Linked DNA regions of Zea mays: region 1 is linked to region 2. The links are chromatin contacts, called in public Hi-C maps. All regions are on one chromosome and are shown on one strand. The core of a region is the stretch at or near the end of the contact, and the rest is flanking DNA. Distances in the headings are between cores, read along the strand shown.

The links. Hi-C and Micro-C count contacts between places; a contact is called where the count stands out from the background.
Region 1: a Hi-C map of leaf shows a contact between it and region 2, with 2.3 times the contacts expected there. The contact joins the promoter of LOC100280768 here to the promoter of LOC100283425 in region 2. A contact is called at or near these places in 4 of 25 Hi-C or Micro-C datasets (bundle sheath, leaf and leaf mesophyll).

Annotation. Positions count from the first base shown.
Region 1 is chr1:6,777,255-6,782,770 of Zm-B73-REFERENCE-NAM-5.0, forward strand. LOC100280768 reads left to right here and starts at 1,637. Exons shown (of 4, transcript NM_001153689.1): 1 at 1,637-2,065; 2 at 2,866-3,006; 3 at 3,588-3,860; 4 at 4,436-4,859. The coding sequence starts at 1,751. The coding sequence ends at 4,579.
Region 2 is chr1:6,493,802-6,499,247 of Zm-B73-REFERENCE-NAM-5.0, forward strand. LOC100283425 reads right to left here and starts at 2,497. Exons shown (of 2, transcript NM_001366674.1): 1 at 2,001-2,497. The coding sequence starts at 2,358. The coding sequence ends at 2,032.

The DNA.
Region 1 (5,516 bases), core at 387-2,886, 280 kb after region 2:
TGTATTGTATATTGAGGGCTAATTTTTGGTAGAATTGATAAGTGCAAGGGCAATGAAACCAAAGATACCATTTTAGAAGAAATATGATAAATTATAAGTACATCAAGGTTTAGCCGTTTTCCAAATATATGATAGATATGATGTTGTTTGCAATGATACTTAACATTTTCATAAACTCGTTATCGTTGATGTATATTCAATATATTTCGATTTGCCTTAAAGTTATCACGATTTTAGAGCTTAAGATAAAAAAAGATTCAGATTTTTTTGCTACCTTCGTTATCTTGATTACTTATATCACGATTGACTTTATTGTCTTTTAGATTTATCGTATGGTTAGTAGTGCTAGAAATCAGACAGTGCTGGCCTGAGCCCATCGTGCTTTAGGCCACAAAGGCCTAAAAACTTTTGGGCCATATCGTACCAGCCTAGAGAGTAAAAACAGTAGCTCAGCCCCGCCCTAAAAGCATGTCGTGTATTCGTTGGGCCGTGCCGGTCTAAGCCCAACCCATATATTTAAACCACGTAAATTCCAAATATTACAACCACATAAAGTCTATAGGTTACTAAGGTTATGTTTGGAAGAGCTTCAATTCAAGAATTTCAACTTTGTTCAAACTTTTTCCACCCAAATAGGTCCAGCTCCACGAGCTTTAGCTTTAAAAAAATTGAAACTGGAGACCAGTTTCAATAAATTCATGAAGCTCCTTAGAGGGTGCTTCAAAATATTGTTTTTATATCTACTCATGAAGTTGCACGAAAATTATCCACCATGCCACTGGTTACACAACATACAACATCCGTTCTATCTCGCGACAACCTACTAATCATCAAGGATAATTAAGAAAACTCACACAAATCAATTTTACTATAGAAGCCGGAGTCCATGTGCAAGTCAAACGCTCCTGAAACTCACTTTAACAATTTGATAGAGTTGTTTTATGGTGAAGCTTTAAAGTGAAGCTCTCCCAAACAAAGCCCTAGATTAAAGATATTAAACAATACGAGCATCATTTGACCACATAAAGTTCAAATATCACAACCACATAAACTCCATAGGTACTAAATTAAACAAACTAAATAATATAAGCTGCATTGGACTATATTGAGACCCAGCCTAAGCCTGCCTACGGGCCATTTTAGTCTAACATATATTATTTCGTGTTGGACCGTGCATTATTCTCTTGTTTTTAGATCATAATCGTTGTTACTGGTCCAAAATGCACGACCTATGTTCCAGCACTAATCGTTAGCGCACGCGAAGGTTCGTGGTAAAATAAATTGACAGCAGCCCAATCTCCCGTGACCTCAGTTAAGCCATGGGGTGGACCCGCGAGGCCGCGAGACGAATATTCTCCGGACTCGCCTCGCACAAGAGCAAGATGCGAACCGAGCCCCCTCTGGCGCGTGGGACACGACGTGCAGCGCTAACGGCTGGCATGCGGCCACCACGCGCCATGAACCCGTCGTCCCACACGCCGCTCCATCGCCTCGCATCCGCCGCCGCAGTCGTCGCTTCGCTACCGTCCAGTGGGGCCGAGTGGCCGACCCATCCACCGGACCACGGTAGACCGGTTGCACGCCCCCAATCGACCCACCTTCTTCTACAAGCCACTCTCCCTCCCCGTCGCATCTCAGTATCTCACTCCCAGTCGCCTCCGCACATACAAATACGCGACGGGAACGGCCAGGGCCGAACCCTAAAACCATCGCCCTGCCCCCGCCTCCGCCTCCGCCTCCGCTGCATCCCATGGCGGCCGTGCAGCGCCTCCTCCGGGCAGTCGCCCCCGGTGGCTCGGCAGCGGCGGCGGTCAGGAGGCGCATGACGTCGCTTGCGCCGGAGCAGGCGCCGTCTGCGGCCGCCGGGTTCCCATTCGCGGCGGAGCAGAGAGCAAGGCGGCCGGTGGCGGCGGAGAGGAACGTGCAGTGGGTGTTCCTGGGCTGCCCCGGCGTGGGCAAGGGCACCTACGCGAGCCGCCTGTCGCGCCTCCTCGGCGTGCCGCACATCGCGACGGGGGATCTTGTTCGCGACGAGCTCGCCTCCACCGGGCCACTTGCTACGCAGGTGAGAGTGAGCCTCCTCTCCGAACCTCTACGGTCCAGATCGGCCCCACTCTGCTCTGCGCTGATCTGGATTTCATATTTAGTTGTGTGGATCAGCGACATGGTTGAGCTTATTTAGCTAGAGAATTGAGGTCGCCTCGTGTCGAGTGTGGATCAGTACGCGAAATTGTTGATAGATCTGAACATTGCTGCCTGAATTTGACCTTACGTAATACGCTTTGGTTGCAGGCTTCAGCTCAATCTTGTGATTGAATTTGACCCCAAGTTTTGTTTGGGCATCACAGTCTATTCAGAAAACCACGTCTGGTTACTGGTTAGAGCCGTTAAGGGACTCTAGTTGCTTCTCCTGTGCAATACTGTTTTGCTGGACGACTTGTACTAACATTACACATGGCTCTTCACATAATAGTGTTTTTGCTAGAAGAGTAATAACAATTCACTAATAAACTTGCCTTGATTATGGTTTGGTTGCAAGTGTGTGGCTACTTTTATTGTAATTTTGCCATGTTCATTTCATGCTAACAATTAGCTTGCAAAGCTCGCCCTACATCTCTATTTAAAAACTTACTGTAAATGAGTAGATTCATAGTTCATTGATTCCATGACTGTATGGGTTAGTATCTGATTGTCCTTTCGGCTTTGTTTGGGTACTCTAGCATTGACCCCAATCCACATGTGTTGAGGTGGATTGGGGTGTAACTTAGTTTAATTCAGTCAATCCACCTCAATACATGTGTATTGAGGTCAATAGGCCTTCATATTTTTCACTTTGAAACTGATGTGATATTTTTTTTCTCGCAGCTTGCTGAAATTGTTAATCAGGGGAAATTAGTTTCTGATGAAATTATCATCAATCTTTTGTCCAAAAGGCTTAAGAAAGGAGAAGACCAGGGAGAATCAGGATTTATTCTTGATGGTTTTCCCCGTACAGTAAAACAAGCGGTGAGAATCTTTAACATATTGTGAACACTACCTTCTATTTTGTTCCTTTTACTAGCAATTGAACTCAATATGCTGATCACTTTTGAATGTTCAATGTTTTTCTTCAACTTAGTTCTGGCGTTTGGTGCAATATAAAAATATTATTCAAATAGTTCACATGTTTCTCAGTTTCTGCTGCAATTGAATCAGGTCTTCCTAGTCTGTTCCTTTTAGTAACCATTGAAATCAGTGATCTGGTGTCTCCTGAAAGCTTAATGTTTTAATTGCTGTTTGGTAATGATGTGAGTAATGCAATGCAAATAGTTCACATTTTCCTATTCCCAACTACTGTGGCACTGTGATAGCATGTACTCTTTTTGTTAGTATGTGGTTACCTTTTCTTTAAGTATAATTCTTGTGATTATTGTGCCTCCTGCAGGAATATTAACTTAATTTGCGGGTACAGATTTGAACATTTTTGCCGCCATTGTTTCTATTTGAACTCATTGATATTGGTGCAACATGTTGTTAGCAGTTGACAGAAACCTGTTCAAGCATGCACTTGATCATGGTGGTTTGAACTAACTACTTCCTCCTCTCAGGAAATTCTTGATGGCGTTACAGACATTGATATGGTGGTTAATCTGAAACTAAGAGAAGATGTTATAGTAGAGAAGTGCCTTGGCAGAAGGATTTGCGGCCAATGTGGAAAGAACTTCAATTTGGCCTGCATTGATGTTAAGGGTGAAAATGGACTCCCACCAATCTACATGGCACCACTGTTGCCCCCAAACAACTGCATGTCGAAGCTTATTACCCGAGCTGATGATACCGAAGAGGTGGTCAGAAATCGGCTTCAGATATATAATGACATGGTATGGCTCTATGTGCAATTCATACTTACCATTGATAATAAAATGTATGACATATTCTCATTAATGTTTGAACTGTATGACATACTGAGTATGCCATGTTGATGACTGGTCATTTTGATTCTGCAAGGTTTTCATGCAACTTAAGCGCCTGTGTCATTTGCATTATTTGTGTAGACAGAAATGTTGTGCTGTTAAAGATGTTGAAACCTACTCACTCGTCTAAATTACAAGACGTTTTGGCTTTTCTAGATACATTGTTTTTATTCTGTATCTAGATATAATGTATATAAATTACAAAAGCTGTGTATCTAGAAAAACAAAAGCTTCTTATGATTTAGAACGGTAGGAATATATAATAGTTAGATGTAGAGTCGTTGGGTTGCATGAGATAAGATGGAACATTCCAGCGTTGCTTTGATGTCTTAAGCATCCGTTACATTTGATTCCCCGAAGATATTTTGCACTGTGTAGATTTGGTTCAGCATAGCACTGTTCTCGTTGGCGTGTTGACGCAGTGAAACTGTAAAGAATTCAAGCTCTGATACTTAGCATTTGGTTTCCTGGCCTTTTTGCAGAGTCAACCTGTGGAAGGTTTCTACCGAGAGCAGGGGAAGCTCTTGGAATTTGACTTGCCTGGTGGGATCCCTGAATCTTGGCCAAAGCTGCTCCAGGTTCTAAACCTCGAGGACCAAGAGGAGTTGAGGTTGGCTGCAGCGTAGCCGCGTAGGTCTCTGGGAGACCGACCTACATACTGGGAAAAAGACCATACCACATTTTTTTTGAATAATGGAGAAGAGGAAACTTACTCCATAGTTTAGTGCGTTATGCAGAAGTAATGGTTTTCTTGTAAAAATCGATTTGTTGGTTTCCACCGGCGTTTTGATGATGAGCCGGTACTATGTAACTTACGATAGCTGTAAGCACTAAGCAGCCCATTCTTGCTTGGGACACAGTTTGGAGCGCATGAAGACATGCTGTAGTGTTTTTTTTTTTAATTCATAACAAACTTGTAGTACACATTTGTGTTCATGATAAAACACTGAAGTAGTATGATACTACAGAACAACACAGACCTGATGAATGCCTATATGTGTAGTACACATATGTGTGTTCATGATAAAGCACTGGAAGTATCAGCAACGCCATAGGTGGCGCTCTGATCTGAAGCGGGCTGTTGGCAATTGCCAACAGCGTTTATTGTGCATGACCGTGCTTCGCCTCACGGTTATAAGGATCTCTTATATGTGGCTATATTGTCATTCATCAATTAGTGCTAAAATCCTGTCGGCTTGATTTGGTGACCAAGTAATTAGAGGGAGAAATCCTTGCTATTCAAAATTGAAGGGTAAAGAAAAAATGTTTCAACTCTATTGTGAGTTTGGTAGTGTGGCAGATTTGAAAACACAGAAATGAGTTTCCCTAAACACTAATAAGGTGTTTGATTTGAGGAATTAATCCATCTAAAATGAGATGGTGCACCATTGATCTATTCTTCAAATTTAATAGGATGATCTCATTCCTCATATATTAGTACTAACTAACTGAGGACTGGGTTGATGATAGATAAACTTATTTTATTCTCCAAAACTAAAATTTATTCTACAAACCAAACAAAAAAATGAGTAAGAAGATGATGAACTAGCTCATTACTTAAAT
Region 2 (5,446 bases), core at 1,247-3,746:
ATACAAAAGATTCCTTAAACATCACATCCGATGTGTTTCAATCTATCATGCATTAGATGCGCACAGAGTAAAACTGACAGGCTGACAGCAGCTATTGTTCACAAAAGAGAGTTCCTATTCCATGTCCCTGGTTTCCATACGATTGCTAATGACCAGGCCAGTTACTAACATCACGCTGAGCTTGTATCCAGCCATAAGCAACACAAGGAAAGCTAATATAGTAAATAAATAGAACTAAGAATTATGTGTGGCAAATGGAAATAAAAATTTACCAGCACTTGTCCGCTTAACAGGGCCATATTATGCTAGTAACTGCAAACCCCATTGTAAAGTTCAACCTGTGGTTATCCTTTTTATGGAAATATCAGTGATTGAATACAATGCCCAAAAGCTTAAAAGTAAAATCTCAATATCCACTAAAGGGTACCGTTTTCAATGCCATTAAGGGGTTCCCCATTCTGCTGCTAGAGGAACGATTGCCGATAGTCAAGGCAAGCCCAATGGGCAACAGATGAACCCCCTAGGGTAATTAATTTATGTTGCTTATATAGGAAGAGTGGATGCAGTATGCCAGTATAATGTATACAAGCATCACTTTGGTATTGCATTATCCTGCTATGAAATGAACTCACAAGAACCAGCAAAACTTATGCAACAGTCATGCAGAGAGATGCTCTACTGCACTTAACCAGATTAAATTGGAAGAACAGGGGGTTTGTCACAAAGTATTTAAGATCAAATGATATAAAGTACAAGCAGTGTATTGAAGAGCTCATCTCAAAAGGACTGGAAAGCCTCTAACAATGAAGCTAAAAGGACTGCATTTGTTTCTTCATGTGGCATCCCCCTGAAGACGAGTATATTACCACCACCCACCAAAAGACCTAACGTTCTTGAAAGTATTGCAAAAGTGCTAAGTGGAGGTACAATAAAAAAATGTGATATGAATTGGCAACTCCATTTAATTTAATCGACATGACACCTCAATGTGTTATAAAATGAAACTTGGGCAAGTTCCTTCAAATTCAATATTGCTTGCAGCAACCTATAGATATAGTTGAGAAATATTCTGCTTATTGGCATAGGTAAGCTATGACATGTTTATCATACATGTTTTAATTAGATTTGATGCTTCACTGCAACGATGTGTTTGGAATGGCAGCCTGCGTAGCTAAACTAACCTGCTGCCTATGTACATTATCTGCTTTAATTGCACAAAGCTTCAGATTTAAAAATTGGTCCAACAAACAAAAATCTAGGCCTTGTCTAAATCACTTCCAATGACTTGAGAAGCTACAAGCCAGAATAGAGTTCCAGTCCTAATATCACCAAACAGTAATCTAGAATCTGTAACCAACTTCAGGTAGTTTGGAAGCCCCAAATTCAGGTCGCAGGGAAGATATGATGAATTTCCATTAAGCTTCCTACCAGCTAGACTGATTTCTAAACATTTTAGCACTGTTGTGTATTCATGATACATGAACATCACAACTCAATATATGAACATATGACAGCATAATGGTTGGAACTGCAGCAAGCACTGGGCAGCAAAAAAAGAGAGAGAGATCTGGACTGATCTCAAATGTCCATGTATCCCAGTGGCTTGATTTCACGTTTTAACTTCGTCATATTTGCAGCAAGCTTGAATTATGCTACCAAGAATCAAGAGTCACGTTTCTGTTTTCACCCTACCTAAATTAGCTCTGCAAGTGCTACACGGCTACAGCAGCTCCTGAAAACCCTAACCATTCAGTCAGCAGCTTAGTCTGAAATGTCTACAAATTAACCTAATAATATCCACGCCAACGCTGACGGGCCACCCGCCCAATGCTGCTTCCCCTGACAAAAGGGCGCACGATTCGCCACTCATGCAATCGGAATCCCTAAGTACCCGAGACAACATGTGGCCTTCACATCCAAATCACAAACTCAAGCCACAGCAGCCGAGCTAAATCCCGGAAAGAAGAGATTCGAAACGGCGTGACGGGGTCAGAGCTCACCTAAATCAAGCGGATCGGTCTGGGACCCGTATCAGGCGAGCTTGGCGGTGGCCGGGATGAGGCCAATGGAGGCGCCGCCCTTGACCTTGGTCTCCTGCGCCTCGCGGATCTTCTGCATCTGGAGCATCCGCTCCATGACGAGCTCGTACTGGCACTTCTCGTAGGCGTGGCGCTCGGGCTCGCACTTCCAGGGGAGGTAGAACTCGGCGACGCGGCACTTGTTGAGCGGGATGAGGAGGTGCGCGCACTGATCGCGGTAGGCGAGCGGCACCCGGGCCTCCGCCATCTCCGCCTGCGTCGCGATCTGGGGCTTCGAGGAGCCCAGCTCCACGCCGGCCGCCGCTGCCGCCGCCTCCATCTCAGTCGCTCTCTCGCCGGCGAGCTCGTCCGTCGATGAACGCGGGTTTGGTGTGGCTTGTGGTCTCGTGGATGGGAGAGTGGGTATGGGCTGAATTTGGGCCTGTAGTGGCTTCTAGCCCTTGATTGTGTCCTGAAACGGCGGAGACGCATCGAACGGGTTTTGTTCCGGCCGGGCCGCCGGGGACCTTAGGATCGAAAAAAAAAACTCGAGGCTCAAGAGTCGGCTCGGGCTTATTCAATCTCGGCTCATGAATCTCTTTAGTCCGAGTCAATTTTAACTGAGTCTGGATCGGCTCGTGAGCTGATATAGTAATATAGTATTTTAAGAGGAGAATTAGGTGTCTAGTTCCTTTTTTATCAAGGGCTCCATTTTTTGTTTTTGTTTTTGTTGTTTTTCATGTAGATTTTAGTCTTTCTTTCTTCATTCTTGTATTATATATGTATCTCATGTAGCATTTTGACCTTCACTTGTGTATATGCTAGAATGTGACTATGATCCTAGTAGTATGTTCTTTGTATACATGATGATGCTTTGGCATGCTTAGGCTCTGTTTGCTTATATTGATACAATATTGTTGAGCTAAGCTTCTTTTCATAATTGTGAACTTGACTATTACTTGTTGAATCCAAAACATGCTCCCCATTGAGATTGGCACCTAGCATGTATAGGATGTGTTTGAAATTCTTTGTATTGTCACTAGTATGCTAGGTGGCTATGCCTCATGTTTTGAGTTATTCATTGGCTTGATTCATTAAATCTGTGCTTAAAGCAAAATCAAGGTAAGTGAAAAAATCAAAAAGATCGAGATGAGTTTGAATTTGTCACCACATCATTGTATCGAGATTGCTTCTATTTCCACTTTTGGATGAACTCGAGTAGGTGGTGGATGATCAAAACCGGTGTCTTTACCTTCTGATTGCTTTGTTGCATAGGCTACACCCGGTTGAAAAGTTAGACAATGACAATGCTTACAACCTCTCGCACTCACATGCTTTTCATCGAAATTTGTAATCCGCTGTAAAATCTGATAAATCTTGAGAATTTAAACTGGTATCTATTTCAGATATATTTCTAGCATGATGAGTGACAATCGTTTAGGGTAGTTCATCTAGTTTATCTTGACTGACACTTAGTTGATTTCCTGCTTACTATATGCCTAGTGTTGTCTTTAGTGGTGTTGGGGGTAGATATCCTCGGGTCCTCACGAACACAGAAACATGTCACGGGCCGTCTGATGGGCCTCCTGATGGTCCACCTTGCAGGATGGGTCATCGGGCCACAACCAGGTTAGGCAAGCTCGATCCAAGAAGACGAAGACTAAACATCCGGGTTATGCGTAGGCAGAAGAGCTAATATCTCGACTGAAGAAGTTGCACACAGCCGAAGGGCTAAACACTCGGCGTCAACTCGGCTAAGGAAGTGATCAAACTCCGGATAAGCAGAACTACAGGCCGCGATAAAAGAGGAGATAGGTAGAATATATAGTGATCACAACTTGTAAGGAATAACCCTCTGGTCACTTATATAAGGCCGAGAGAGTACCCCTACCAAAACATCTCATCTCATCATACACCAGCCCTCATCAACCACACCTTAGCACCACAACAGCACATATGTAATCTATATACTCCAAAGCAACTCCAATACACAGCCTCAATAGGAAGTAGGGTGTTACGCATTCTAGCGGCCCGGACATATATCTTTACTACTCCTTAAGACCCTACCGTAGGCGTCCACAGTGATTTTGGTGCACGGTTCTGCCAAAGTTCGCGCCGCGGATCCCCACCCACTTCCCCTCTACTCCACAGCGCCCCCGCTCCCGCACATCGTCCCGCCGCGTCGTCCCGCCGCGGAAATCTCGTCCGCCCACACGATCCATCCCGTTGTCACCCCCCTGCTCGCACGTAGGCCCGCCTCTCCCTACCGCGATCTCATCGCGCCGCCCCGTTATCCCGCCGTGAAAATCTCACCAGCCCACGAGATCCACCCCACCGTCCCGCCCCCGCCCCCCTCGCTCGCACGTGGGCCCGCCTCTCCCCGCCGCGATCTCCACTCGCCTCCCCTCCTCGCCGCAGTCTCCTCTCCTCGGCAAGCACCCGCCCTCGCCCTCCCCCTGGCGCGGCGATGCAATCCGCATCAAGGCGCTCCCCCTCGGCAATCTCGCATCGCGGTGCCCCCTCCATCCTCGCGTGTGCCCCGCTCTCCTTCACGAAGCCCCGCTCCCTGCAGTCCCCTTCCATCGGCGACACCATCCTCGCCGGCAAATCGCGCCTCGCGATGCAATCCCCCATGGATCCGATCGGACCCGTTGCCGTCCCGGTGATCCCTGAAGCGTCGGCCGCCTGCCTCCCCACCCCCACCTGCCACCTCGTGTTGCCAGCAGAGATGTCGCGCGACCCCCCGTGATCCTGCCCCATTCCCCATCCTCGGCCCCTCCTCACGCCCCATCATCCGAAGTTTACAACGTCGCCAGAGACTATGCCTTCCTACTTGAAAGTCGCCTAGAGGGGGGGGTGAATAGGCAAATCTGAAATTTACAAACTTAAAGCACAACTACAAGCCGGTGTTAGCGTTAGAAACAAAGTCGAGTCCGAAAGAGAGGGAGAAAAACAAATCACAAGCAAATAAGGCGGATGACACGGTGATTTGTTTTACCGAGGTTCGGTTCTTGCAAACCTACTCCCCGTTGAGGTGGTCACAAAGACCAGGTCTCTTTCAACCCTTTCCCTCTCTCAAACGGTTACTTAGACCGAGTGAGCTTCCTTCCTTGATTTCTCGGGTCACTTAGACCCCGCAAGGACCACCACACAATTGGTGTCTCTTGCTTCGCCTACAAGGCTTTGAGAGTAAGAACGAGAGAAAGAAGAAAGCCAACCAAGCAACAAGAACAACAAAAGAACACAAGTCGATCTTCTCACAAGTCCTAAAAACTAGAGTTGAATTGTGGAGTTTGATTTGACCGGAGGCTTTGATTTGTGTCTTGGAGTGTTGTGTATTGCTCTTGTATTGAATGAGGAGTAGTGAATGCTTGGGTGCCTTGAAGTGTGGTGGTTGGGGGGTATTTATAGCCCCAACCACCAAAGTG